Regions from separate parts of the Sus scrofa genome. Here regions 1 and 2 are each linked to region 3. The links are chromatin contacts, called in public Hi-C and HiChIP or PLAC-seq maps. All regions are on one chromosome and are shown on one strand. The core of a region is the stretch at or near the end of the contact, and the rest is flanking DNA. Distances in the headings are between cores, read along the strand shown.

What was found. A called contact is a pair of places that touch in the nucleus more often than the background predicts. HiChIP or PLAC-seq counts read pairs in DNA pulled down with a chosen protein or histone mark.
Region 1: a contact with region 3 is called in an H3K27ac HiChIP or PLAC-seq map of skeletal muscle, with 3 times the contacts expected there. The contact joins the promoter of ATG2A here to the promoter of SAC3D1 in region 3. A contact is called at or near these places in 2 of 5 promoter capture datasets (fetal liver and liver), 4 of 47 Hi-C or Micro-C datasets (epiblast stem cells, fetal liver and liver) and 2 of 2 datasets of contacts at active chromatin or transcription factors (alveolar macrophages and skeletal muscle).
Region 2: a Hi-C map of skeletal muscle shows a contact between it and region 3, with 4 times the contacts expected there. The contact joins the promoter of ZNHIT2 here to the promoter of SAC3D1 in region 3. A contact is called at or near these places in 1 of 5 promoter capture datasets (liver), 6 of 47 Hi-C or Micro-C datasets (embryonic fibroblasts, heart right ventricle, liver and 1 more) and 1 of 2 datasets of contacts at active chromatin or transcription factors (alveolar macrophages).

Annotation. Positions count from the first base shown.
Region 1 is chr2:7,260,649-7,263,918 of Sscrofa11.1, reverse strand. ATG2A (autophagy related 2A) reads right to left here and starts at 1,888. Exons shown (of 43, transcript NM_001190278.1): 1 at 1,679-1,888. The coding sequence starts at 1,849.
Region 2 is chr2:7,073,405-7,076,654 of Sscrofa11.1, reverse strand. ZNHIT2 (zinc finger HIT domain-containing protein 2) reads right to left here and starts at 1,998. Exons shown (of 1, transcript XM_003122543.4): 1 at 1-1,998. The coding sequence starts at 1,628. The coding sequence ends at 57.
Region 3 is chr2:7,140,032-7,143,543 of Sscrofa11.1, reverse strand. It overlaps SAC3D1 (SAC3 domain-containing protein 1), which reads left to right and starts at 1,250. Exons shown (of 3, transcript XM_003122567.5): 1 at 1,250-1,777; 2 at 1,942-2,522. The coding sequence starts at 1,949. It overlaps SNX15 (sorting nexin-15), which reads left to right. Exons shown (of 8, transcript XM_003122547.4): 8 at 205-472. The coding sequence ends at 311.

The DNA.
Region 1 (3,270 bases), core at 639-3,138, 120 kb before region 3:
AGTGGCAGCACCCCCGATCATCCGGGTGAGATGGAGTTTAGGAGAGTGTCCAGGAGAGGCAGGCAGGGGTCTGACCTGAGTGGGAGCGGGCCCCCAGCTCCAGAGACACATGATGTCACGGTCCCTCTCTCTGAGGCGCAGCTCTGGTTTCTGATAGGGGAGATGTACCCCCACCAGTCTGGGAGCTCCCCGCAGGCAGGAGCCCACCTGCCTTCTCGGAGTGACTCCAGGCACTCTGTGTGGTGCCCCCCAGAGAGGGCCTCAGTAAACACTTGCTGGACCCATGAATTAGATACATGACAGAACCAGGAGACCCAAAGAGATCAAGTCCAAATTCCTCACTCAGAGAGCCACAGATGGGAACACTTCAGGGACTAGGCTTGTCACCCTGTATACTATGGGGACAGGGACTGAGACCCATGCCTCATTTCTCATCCTCTCCTGGGGTCCCAGGCACTCTGGGGACCTGCAGGCCAGGCAGCTGGGAGAAGGGCTGGCATCCTGGGAAAGCACCTTCAATCCACCTCGGCCCAAGCCCTCCCTGGAGGCCAAGAGGAAAGCAGCCTAGCTAGGAGCCAATTAAATCCCTAACCAGAGGGCAGGGTGGGTGGGAACACAGAAAGAGGCTGAGGTCAGAGGTCAGAAAAGGTCTCCTGCACCGGGATTCACAGGCAAGAAGTGCCACCAACTCCGGGCTCAGGAGTCTCTGCTCAGGAAGGCCGGCTTCTCCTGCCCAGACTGTATTAAGGCTGAGCACCCTGTCTGCTCCCCCAGAAGACTGAGAAGCCCCTGATTCCATGCCCACCCCTGTTACTTTGGACTGGGGGGCTGACCCAGTGCCAGACCCGGTCTGGTGCCTCTAAGCAACTTTGCAACTTCCCAGGTCAGCTGAACGGTGAGTCACAGCCCCCAGGCTCAGGCCTGACCCAGACTTTACTCCTCTCTGCTTCCCCAAAGTCGCTCTTCTCTGCCTGAGGCCAGGCCTCTCCACCTTTCTCCGAGGGCTTTCCTCTAGGTGGGGATGCCGGATGCCCAAGCCCCTCCCCAAACACCAACTTGGTCCATCCCACTCTCTCCAAAGCAGGAAGTAAGGCAGCGAGGCAGCCACACAAAGTGTTGATCAACACTGGTGCTGACGCGGTTGTTGACATACATATCCCGCGGTGAACCCCACCCCCTGGGCCCAGGGTCGTGGGGTTAGGAGGTCAGGGCACCTTTCCCACAGGTGCCCTCAGCAGGGTCCTGGACCTCTTCCAGACTCCCCTAACCAGCGATATGCCCAAACTCTGTCACTTCCCTGGCCTGGTCCCAACAGAGGCCCCCTGGTTTCTCTGATCCCTCCCCTCCCTTTCCTAAGCCCCATTGGCACCAAGTGCTCAACTCGGGCCTCAAACATGATATGCTTATTCTGTCACTTATCTCCAGATGAGTGACATCCCAATCCTCAGTCTCAGTTTCCCCTCCTGTGAAGCAGAGGCAGGAACCCCCTTCCCGTACAGCTTCTGGCTCTAGAGGCGATCAGCTGGGGTCCCTGTGACCCCTGGAAGGGGCTGGACGCCCAAGGCCTTTCCACCCCGGTGCCTGGTCCCCTAGTCCGATTCTTTCGCAAGGAGCCTCAGGTCGCTGCGCCCCCTCCTCCCCGTTCGGACCCTTCCAGGGCTCCGGCCTGAATCCTCACCCAGATTTCCAGGTGTATATCCCTCAGGGCAACGCTGCCCTTGTATAGATCGAGGCTGAGCTGGTCCAGGCTGAGGTGCTCCTGGAAGAAGTGACCCAAGTAGTGGTGCAGCAAGTAGCGGCAGACCCGCTCTTTCACACAGTTTGACCATGGCCACAGCCATCGTGACATCTCGGAGAGCGCCGGGCCCGGGCCGCCTCCGCTTGCCGCCCGCCAGCGTTCCCCGTCCGGTTGCGCTGTTCACTAGAGCCCCCGGCTCACCCCGCCGCTTCTCTTAGCGCCAGGCCGCACCCCCGGACGCCTGACCACGCCCCCCACGCTTATTGCCATTGGCCACTGGGAAGGGCGAGGCCTCCTGATTGGCCGCGGGGGCGGAGCCTTGAGGCGCGAAAAAGGGACTGGGCTCGCGGTACGATATAGGGCTCCCAATCTTGATTTACGCTTGCGTATAAATTCTGTGTGGGAGGACCTTTAACCTCTCTCCTAAGGGCTCTGGGAAGGCTGTTGTGGCTTGAGGTACCAGCCCCGCAAAGGAATGCGCATGTGCCGACTCGTCCAACTAGTACTTGAGGTAGTTGGGAAGGATTTAAAGGGACAGTGTCCCATCCAACTTCGCTGTGCGCTTTCCAGAAGAATAGTCAGTGCGAGAGCCCCAGCTCGCATCTTTAGAAAGATTAAGTGAATAAACACTTGCATTTTATAAAACGCCTTACCTTCCTTTATCTCATTCAACCTTCACAACGATCTTCTAAGATAGAGATCATTGTCACTATTTTACGGAAAAGAAAAACTGATTTAAACAGAAAGCATCATGAAGGACGTCTTGTCTTCCACTCCTCACCTGAAATGCGGGACAGATTAACTGATCATCCCTTCTCCCTGTAGTTGGCCAGGCCTCTGGCCCCTCCCTGTAACAACAGCAACAACAACAACAATAATAATAACAACAATTTTTTACATCCCAAATCCTCAAACTCAATAGTGGAGTTCTCTTGTGCTGCATCAGGTTAAGGATCCAGTGTTGTCACTGTAATTGCTTGGGTCACTGCTGGGGTGCTGGTTCAATCCCTGGCCTGGGGAACTTTCACATTCTGCTGGAGCAGCCAAAAACAAAAAACAAAAAACACAAACAAACCCAAAACAAAACAAAAACCCAAGACACAAAGGATGGATTCCAACCCCCTTGAGCAGAGATTCATTGTTTGGTATCACCCTTGAGCTAAGAATGGTTTTTACATATTCCAAGAGTTGGAAAAAACCCAAATGGGTAAGATTTCATGATGTGAAAATCATATGAACTTCACTAGTGTGTCCACAAATAAAGTTTTAGTGTTACACAGCCGTGCTTGTTTGAATAAGTATTCTCTAGGGCTCCTTTCTTACCATAGCAGGGTTGAGTACTTGAGACAGAGGCCTACAAAGCCTAATAATTTATTTTCTGGTCCTTTACAGAAAAAGTTTGCCCAGCCCTGCTCCACAAGACCCTAACATCATGATGACTGAAGATGGAATTATAATTCCATTTTAGCTTTAGCAGGGAGATGGACTGCAGTCTAAAGCCAAAATTCAGCCTGAAGCGAGGGCAGCCCCTC
Region 2 (3,250 bases), core at 749-3,248, 68 kb after region 3:
GCACCTGTGACAGGGCAGACCAGTCGCAGTTTTATTAATGACAGAGTGTCTCCAGTTCAGCCCGGGAGCTCCTCAATGAGAGTCCTGGGGGCAGGTGGCAAGGGGCCTCCCCAAAGCTGCTCCAGCTCCCCAGTGAGGGCTGCCACCTCCTCGGCTGCGACAGCGTGGGCTCGGTGTGCCCTGGCACAGTCTAGAGCCAACGGTGTGAGGGCCACTTCATTTTCGTTCGTCCAAGCCAGCAGGAACTGGCACTTCTTTCGGGCCCGGTAGAGGCGATCTCGCTCTTCGGTGGCCACGGCTTGTTTCCGGGCCCGGCCCAGGGTCTGAGCCAGGTCCCCCAGGGCTGCCAGCGTGTAGCCTTTCTGGTTGGCCGGGCCCTCACCCAGCAAGATGCGGGCGGCTTCTCGCATGGCACCCCGTGTGCCCAGGGGCCCGGGCGGATGCTCGCCTGCTTCCAGCACATGGGCTGCGGCCTGCAGGGCTTCCTCGGCAGAGGTGAAGACTTGCTGGGCGCCCAGGGCTCCAGAAACGCCGAGCAGCGTGGCACAGAAGTCGGAGAGCAGCGCCTCGTCGCCGCCGTGATACAGGGCCAGAGTGTGTGCGTAGGCGAACAGCACATTGGGCAGCTGGAAGCGCACGAGCGGCGACGCGCGGCCCCTGCTCAGGCTGGCCAGTGTGGGGATCCGGGTGGGCACGGCGGGCGCGCAGACCCCGGGGGCGTCTCCGGGAGTCGGCCCGGCGGCCGCGGGCTCATCCTTGACGGGTTCCGGCGGCGACCCCGCGGGGGCAGGCTCCAGCTCATCGGCGTCACGGCCCGGAGCATCACCCAGTTCCTCCAGAAGCCTCGGCCCGGCCCCACGACCCCACCACCACGGCCGCCACGGGGGCAGCAGCCGCCCGGCCTCGCCCCGGCTCAGCAGCCGCTCGAAAGCCGCCTTCTCGGCCGGGGCCAGCCGCTCCCAGAGTCCTGAGAGGCCGCCGGGCGCCGGGCCAGGCCTGAGGCCTGCGTCCTCGGGCTCATCCTCGGTCTCGCGTTGCTGACGCAGCCGGCGCAGGGCGCTGGCCAGGCGGCTGGGTGAGGCGCTGCGGCCGCGCAGCTCTCCCAGCACCTGGTCACGGTAGAAGTCTTCAGCGCAGGTGCCATGCGCCCGGTAGCAGCGCAGCGAGCAGTAGGGCACATTACAGCGAGGGCAGGTGTAGCGCGCCGGCTGGGCCTCCCCGGCCGGGCAGATACCACAGGGCCCGGCCGGCTCCATGGCAACTGGCGCCGCAGGCCACCCGGGAACGCACAGGATCGGAAACTTCCGGCGCTTCTCGGTTACTTCCGCCCCTCCGCGGGGCCGACGGAGCGCAGAGTCGGAGCCCTGAGGACTCTCGGCAGTTTCCGCCCGCACTCGGCAGTCAAGCCCCACCCCTCTCTCGAGCAGCGCTAGGGGAGGAGCGAGAGCTGCGAGCATCGTCAACGCCTCCCGCGGAGCCCCACCCTGCGCGCTGGGAAAGGTAGTGCGTCCCGCAGGGCGCTCTGGTGGTGCCAGCTCGCCCCCTAGTGGTTGCCTTTTTTGCACGATAAATCGCTGTGGCGAAACCCAATCGATCTTTGCTGAGCACCTATTATATGCCAAGCCCATTGGAGATGAGACGTCTCTGCGCTGGACACAAAGCGGAGTGGAAGGAAGGCCGAAGTGGGGCACCTAGTCTAGACTGGGCGTGTGTGTTGGGGACATTTCCCCCTCCTTTTTTTTGTCCTTTTTTTTTTTTTTTTTTTTTAAGGGCTGCACCTGCCTGAGCTAGGGGTCTAATCAGAGCTGCAGCTGCTGGTCTGTGCCAGAGCAGCAGCAATGCCAGATCTGAACCGCGTCTGCCACCTACACCACAGCTCACGGCAATGCTGGATTGTTAACCCACTGAGCAAGGCCAGGGATCAAATCCACAACCTCATGGTTCCTAGTCGGATTCGCTTCTGCTGTGCCACAATGGGAACTCCATTTAAATTTTTTAAAAATTATTTCCCTGATGCAATTTTTTTTTTCTACTGTACAGCATGGTGACCCAGTTACACATACATGTATACATTTTATTTTCTCACATTATCATGCACATTTCGCCTTTTAAGAAAGCAACATTAACAAATATCTGAGCTCCTGCTTAACTTTGCCCTCCACGCTAGGCACCGGTAACACACTGAGGAGCAAAAAGGCAGAGAGTTCCCACTGTGGTGCAGTAGGTTAAGAATTTGACTGCAGGGAATTCCTGTTGTGGCTCAGTGGGTTAAGAGCTCAACTAGTACCTATGAGGATGCTGGTTAGATCGCTGGCCTCACTCAGTGGGTTAATGATGCGGCATTGCCGTGCGCTAAGCTGCAGCGTAAGTCCCATAGGCTTGGCTCTGGCGTCGCTCTGGCTGTGATGTAGGCCAGCAGCTGCAGCTCTGATTCAACCCCTAGCCCAGGTAGGAACCTCCAAATGTTCATATGCTGCAGGTGAGGCCCTAAAATGAAAAAGAGAAAGAAAGGAGGGGGAGAGAGAGAGAAAGGAAGAAAGGAAATCCGACTGCAGCAGCACTGGGGTGCGACCATATACAAAAGGGTACCTGTCCTAATAGAGCTTAGTTTGTGGTAGTGGTGTGGGGGAGTGACTGACCCACAAACTGTGCCTCGATCCACGGCACCCCTGAAAGTAAGCTCTAGTTCTGTGGTCCTTCACTCACACCCAGTCCTGCCTTTGGGCTGCCTTCGAAATTCCTTGTCTTTATCTCAACATGGCCCATTTATTTGCCCACCAAGTTCTGGATGGATTTGAGGAGTCTGCTCATTTTTTGCACCCCCTCCACCACTGGTGGCCTAAGCTACTTATTCCTCAATTGGATGGCATCAGCTTAACTGGCTTCCTAATTTTCTTACCTGCCAGCCCTCCAGAAAAGTCAGCCAAAGAAAATACTAGACAAGTCAGATCACACGAGACCCTTGTTAAAACCCTTACCTGCACTTGGTAACTTTATATTGCACTTGGGACTCCAACCCAAACTCTTCTCCATGTCTGACAAGACCCTGCAGACCTGCACACACCTTTGCACACAGTTCTCTTGGTTGAACTCTCACCATCTCACTTCCTGATGGGCTCCTGTTTCAGGTCTCACATAGCCCATCCTCAGACCTCCCGAAAGATAGGGTATAGCTCTCCGCCCTCACACTCCCCTTCATTACAGCACCCTGCCTACTTTTCTTTGAAACTGTAACACTTTTAAGTATTTA
Region 3 (3,512 bases), core at 1-2,500:
AATTGCTCCTTACTGACCAGCTCTATCACTTTGGGCCATTTCTTTACCTCTTGTGGCCTCTGTTTTCTTTTTTGTCAAATGGGGACAATATATCTGACTCCCAGGGAGCAGGAAAAGACACATGATGATGCCCTATGAACTGTAAGGGGCTAGACCAGGGGTTCTGAACCCAGGTACCTCTGCTGAGCCATTCTGTCTTCACAGGCGACCCGTCACCTGCCCGCCGGGAGGGTGTGAAGAAGAAGGCGGCTGAGTACCTGAAGCGGGCAGAGGAAATCCTGCACCTGCATCTGTCCCAGCTCCCCCCCTGAGAAGGGAGTGGACTCTTTCCTAAGACTCTAGCTCCAGCACTGCCAGCCACCCTCTTCTCTTCTGGTGCCTGGTCTGATCTTCTGGTCTTGTAACTCCAGAGGCCATTTCTGTGTGTAATGGGACCAAGAATGAGAAAAATAATGAATTCTCAGTTCCTTGACTACTCTTGCCACCTTGGAATCAGGGACTCACACTTCTCATCCTGCCTGTTTCTCTCTTGACATGTGAGCAGCAGCTCTGGTTCCAAAACGATCTGCTTATACATCTAGAACTGGGGTCTGTAAACTGTGGCCTGCAACCAAATGTGGCCCGCTGCTAGAATGGTTTTTACCATTTTGTTAAATAGTTGAAAAAAATCAATAATATTGTGACAGGGAAAAATTATATGAAATTTAAATATCTAAAAATAAGATTTTGGGAATTTCTGCTGTGGCACAACGGGATCAGCAGCATCTCTGGAGTGCTGGGACAGGTTTGATCCCTGGCCTGGCACAGTGGCTTAAGGATCCAGTGCCTCTCAGATCTGATCCCTGGCCCAGAAATTCTGTATGCTAAAAAAGAAGAAATAATAATGAGATTCTGGAAGTTCCCGCTGTGGCGCAGTGGGTTAATGATCTGGCTCCTCTCTATGGAGGCACCAGTTGGATCCCGGGCACAGTGTTAAAGATCTGGTGTTGCTGCAGCCTGTGATGCAAGGCGAAGCTCCTGCTCAGATTGGATCCCTGGCCCAGGAACTTCCGTATGCCGTGGGGTTGGCCGAAAAAGAAAAAAACAGAAATAAATTAAAAGATTTTGGAGATCGTTTGTGGTGCAGTGGCTTAAGGATCCAGCGATGTCACCGCCGTGGCTCAGGTTGCTGCTGTGGTGCAGGTTCTATCCCTGCCCTGGGAGCTTCCACATGCCACAGGTGCGGCCAAAAATAAAAATAAATTTATTGGACCATAACCAGGCCTTCGTTTAGTATTGCCTATGGTTGCTTTCTCGCTATACCAGCAGAACTGAAGAGTAGCAGGGTTGACTAGTTGTGACCTGTAAATTCCAGGACATTTACTGTCTAGCTTGTTGCAGAAAGTTTGCTGACCCCTGATCTAGAAAATAGGGAGAAGGGTGTCCAGGGAAACAGAAGAGAATGGCAGGCTGCTTGAACCAGGTTGTCGGCCCAAAAGGATGATCAAGAGGACCCAGAGCCGGGGTTCCTATTTTGGGCTGGTGGTCCAAAGCCAAGCTGAGGGCGGAAGCCTGAGAAGGCGTGGCCTCACTCCTGCCCCGCCTCTCCTACAAAGCGATTGGTCGCGGAAGGGACTACAAACCGGTGCACCATGGGAGTGGCCCAGACTACAGCGGTGCATCATGGGTGGGCTGTAGCGGGACCTGAGCCTAAGGGACAGTCTTGAGCGCTCTGAACGGCAACGCAGAGCATCTCGGGAGGCCTGTTCGAGGATCAGTTGGAAGGCGACCGGAGTCGGTGAGAGGACGGCGATGGCCTAACGGGCGGCTGGGACGCTTAGACCGGGCTGGGAGGTTCAGAGTTCCCTTGAACAACTACCGGCGTCGGCGTGCCCTCCCGCAGGATGGGGCGAGTGGCCGCCGCTGTCTCCTGGATGCTGAGCAAGCATTCTTTCCCCTCAGCCCACCCATGCCCGGCTACGAGCTGCCTTTGGGCACGTGCCTGGATATGTGTCCGGCCAACGAGCGCACCCGGCGCGAAAAGGAGTGCCGCCTGCACCGCTTCGAGGTGGCGCCGGGGTCCCCTGGGGACCGGCCTCGAGCCGACCCGCAGCGCGCCGTGAAGGAATACAGCCGGCCGGCCGCCGGGAAGGCGCGGCCCCCGCCGAGCCAGCTGCGTCCGCCGTCCGTCCTGCTGGCCACCGTGCGCTATCTGGCCGGAGAGGTGGCCGAGCGCACCGACGCATCCCGCGCGGAGGTGGCCAGCTTCGTGGCGGACCGGTTGCGGGCGGTGCGGCTGGACCTGGCCCTGCAGGGCGCGGGTGACGCCGAGGCAGCGCTGGTGCTGGAAGCGGCACTGGCAGTGCTGCTGGCGGTGGTGGCGCGGCTCGAACCCAACGCATCCCACGGGCTGGCTGATCCGATGTTGCTTCAGGCCCAGGTGCAGGAGAGCTTCGGTTCTCTGCGGCGCTGCTACGCGCTGGGTGCCGGGCCACACCCTCGCCAGGCCACCTTCCAGGGTCTCTTTCTGCTTTATAACCTGGGTGAGTTGGGTCTCCACGAGCAGAGCTCAGGGACAAGCGTCCCTCTGTGGGGACAGTGAAAGCCGGAAAAGGAAGGAGAAGCTTAAAAACCTCACCACCAGCTCCCTCTCCTCTCCGTTCCTGTCTCCTAAATGTGTGTCTCAGGCAGTGTGCGAGATTCGCTGAGCCCTTACCTGGACCTTCTGGCCCTTCCCATCTCTGGGTCTCAGTTTTTTCTTAACAGAAGTGGAGGGGATGCGGTCGGAATGGGAAAGTTGACCTAGACAGTGATTTTTTTAATTTTTTTTTTTGTCTTTCAGGGCCTTACCCTCAGCATATGGAAGTTTCCAGGCTAGGGATCAAATCAGAGCTGCAGCTGCTGGCCTGTGCCACAGCATCACCAGATCTGAGTGGCGTCTGCAACTTACACCACAGTTCACTGCAAGGCAGGATCCTTTAACCCACTGAGTGAGGCCAGGGATCAAACCTGCATCTTCATGGATACCACTGAGCTACAACGGGAATTACTAGATAGTGATTTTTAAGTTGTTTTTTTTTTTTGTTTTATTTTGCTTTGTGTTGTTTTTTGGTCTTGCCTGTGGCATGTGGAAGTTCCCCGGCCAGACATTGAATCCGAGCCACAGCAGCAACCCAAGCTGCTGAAGTGATGGCAATGCCACTTAACCCAATGCACCACAAAGGAACTCCTTAAGCTTTTTTAAAAAACTTCAGTTCAGGAGTTCCTATCCTGGCACAGTGGCTAACCAATCTGACTAGGAACCACAAGATTGCAGGTTCAATCCCTGGCCTTGCTCAGTGGGTTAAGGATCCGGCATTGCCGTGAGGTGTAGGTTGCAGACTCGGCTCGGATCCCGCGTTGCTGTGGCTCTGGCGTAGGCCAGTGGCTACGGTTCCGATTAGACCCCTAGCCTGGGAATCTCCATATGCCAAGGAAGTGGCCCTAGAAAAGGCAAAAAGACAAAAACAAACAAACAAAAAAAACTTCAGTTC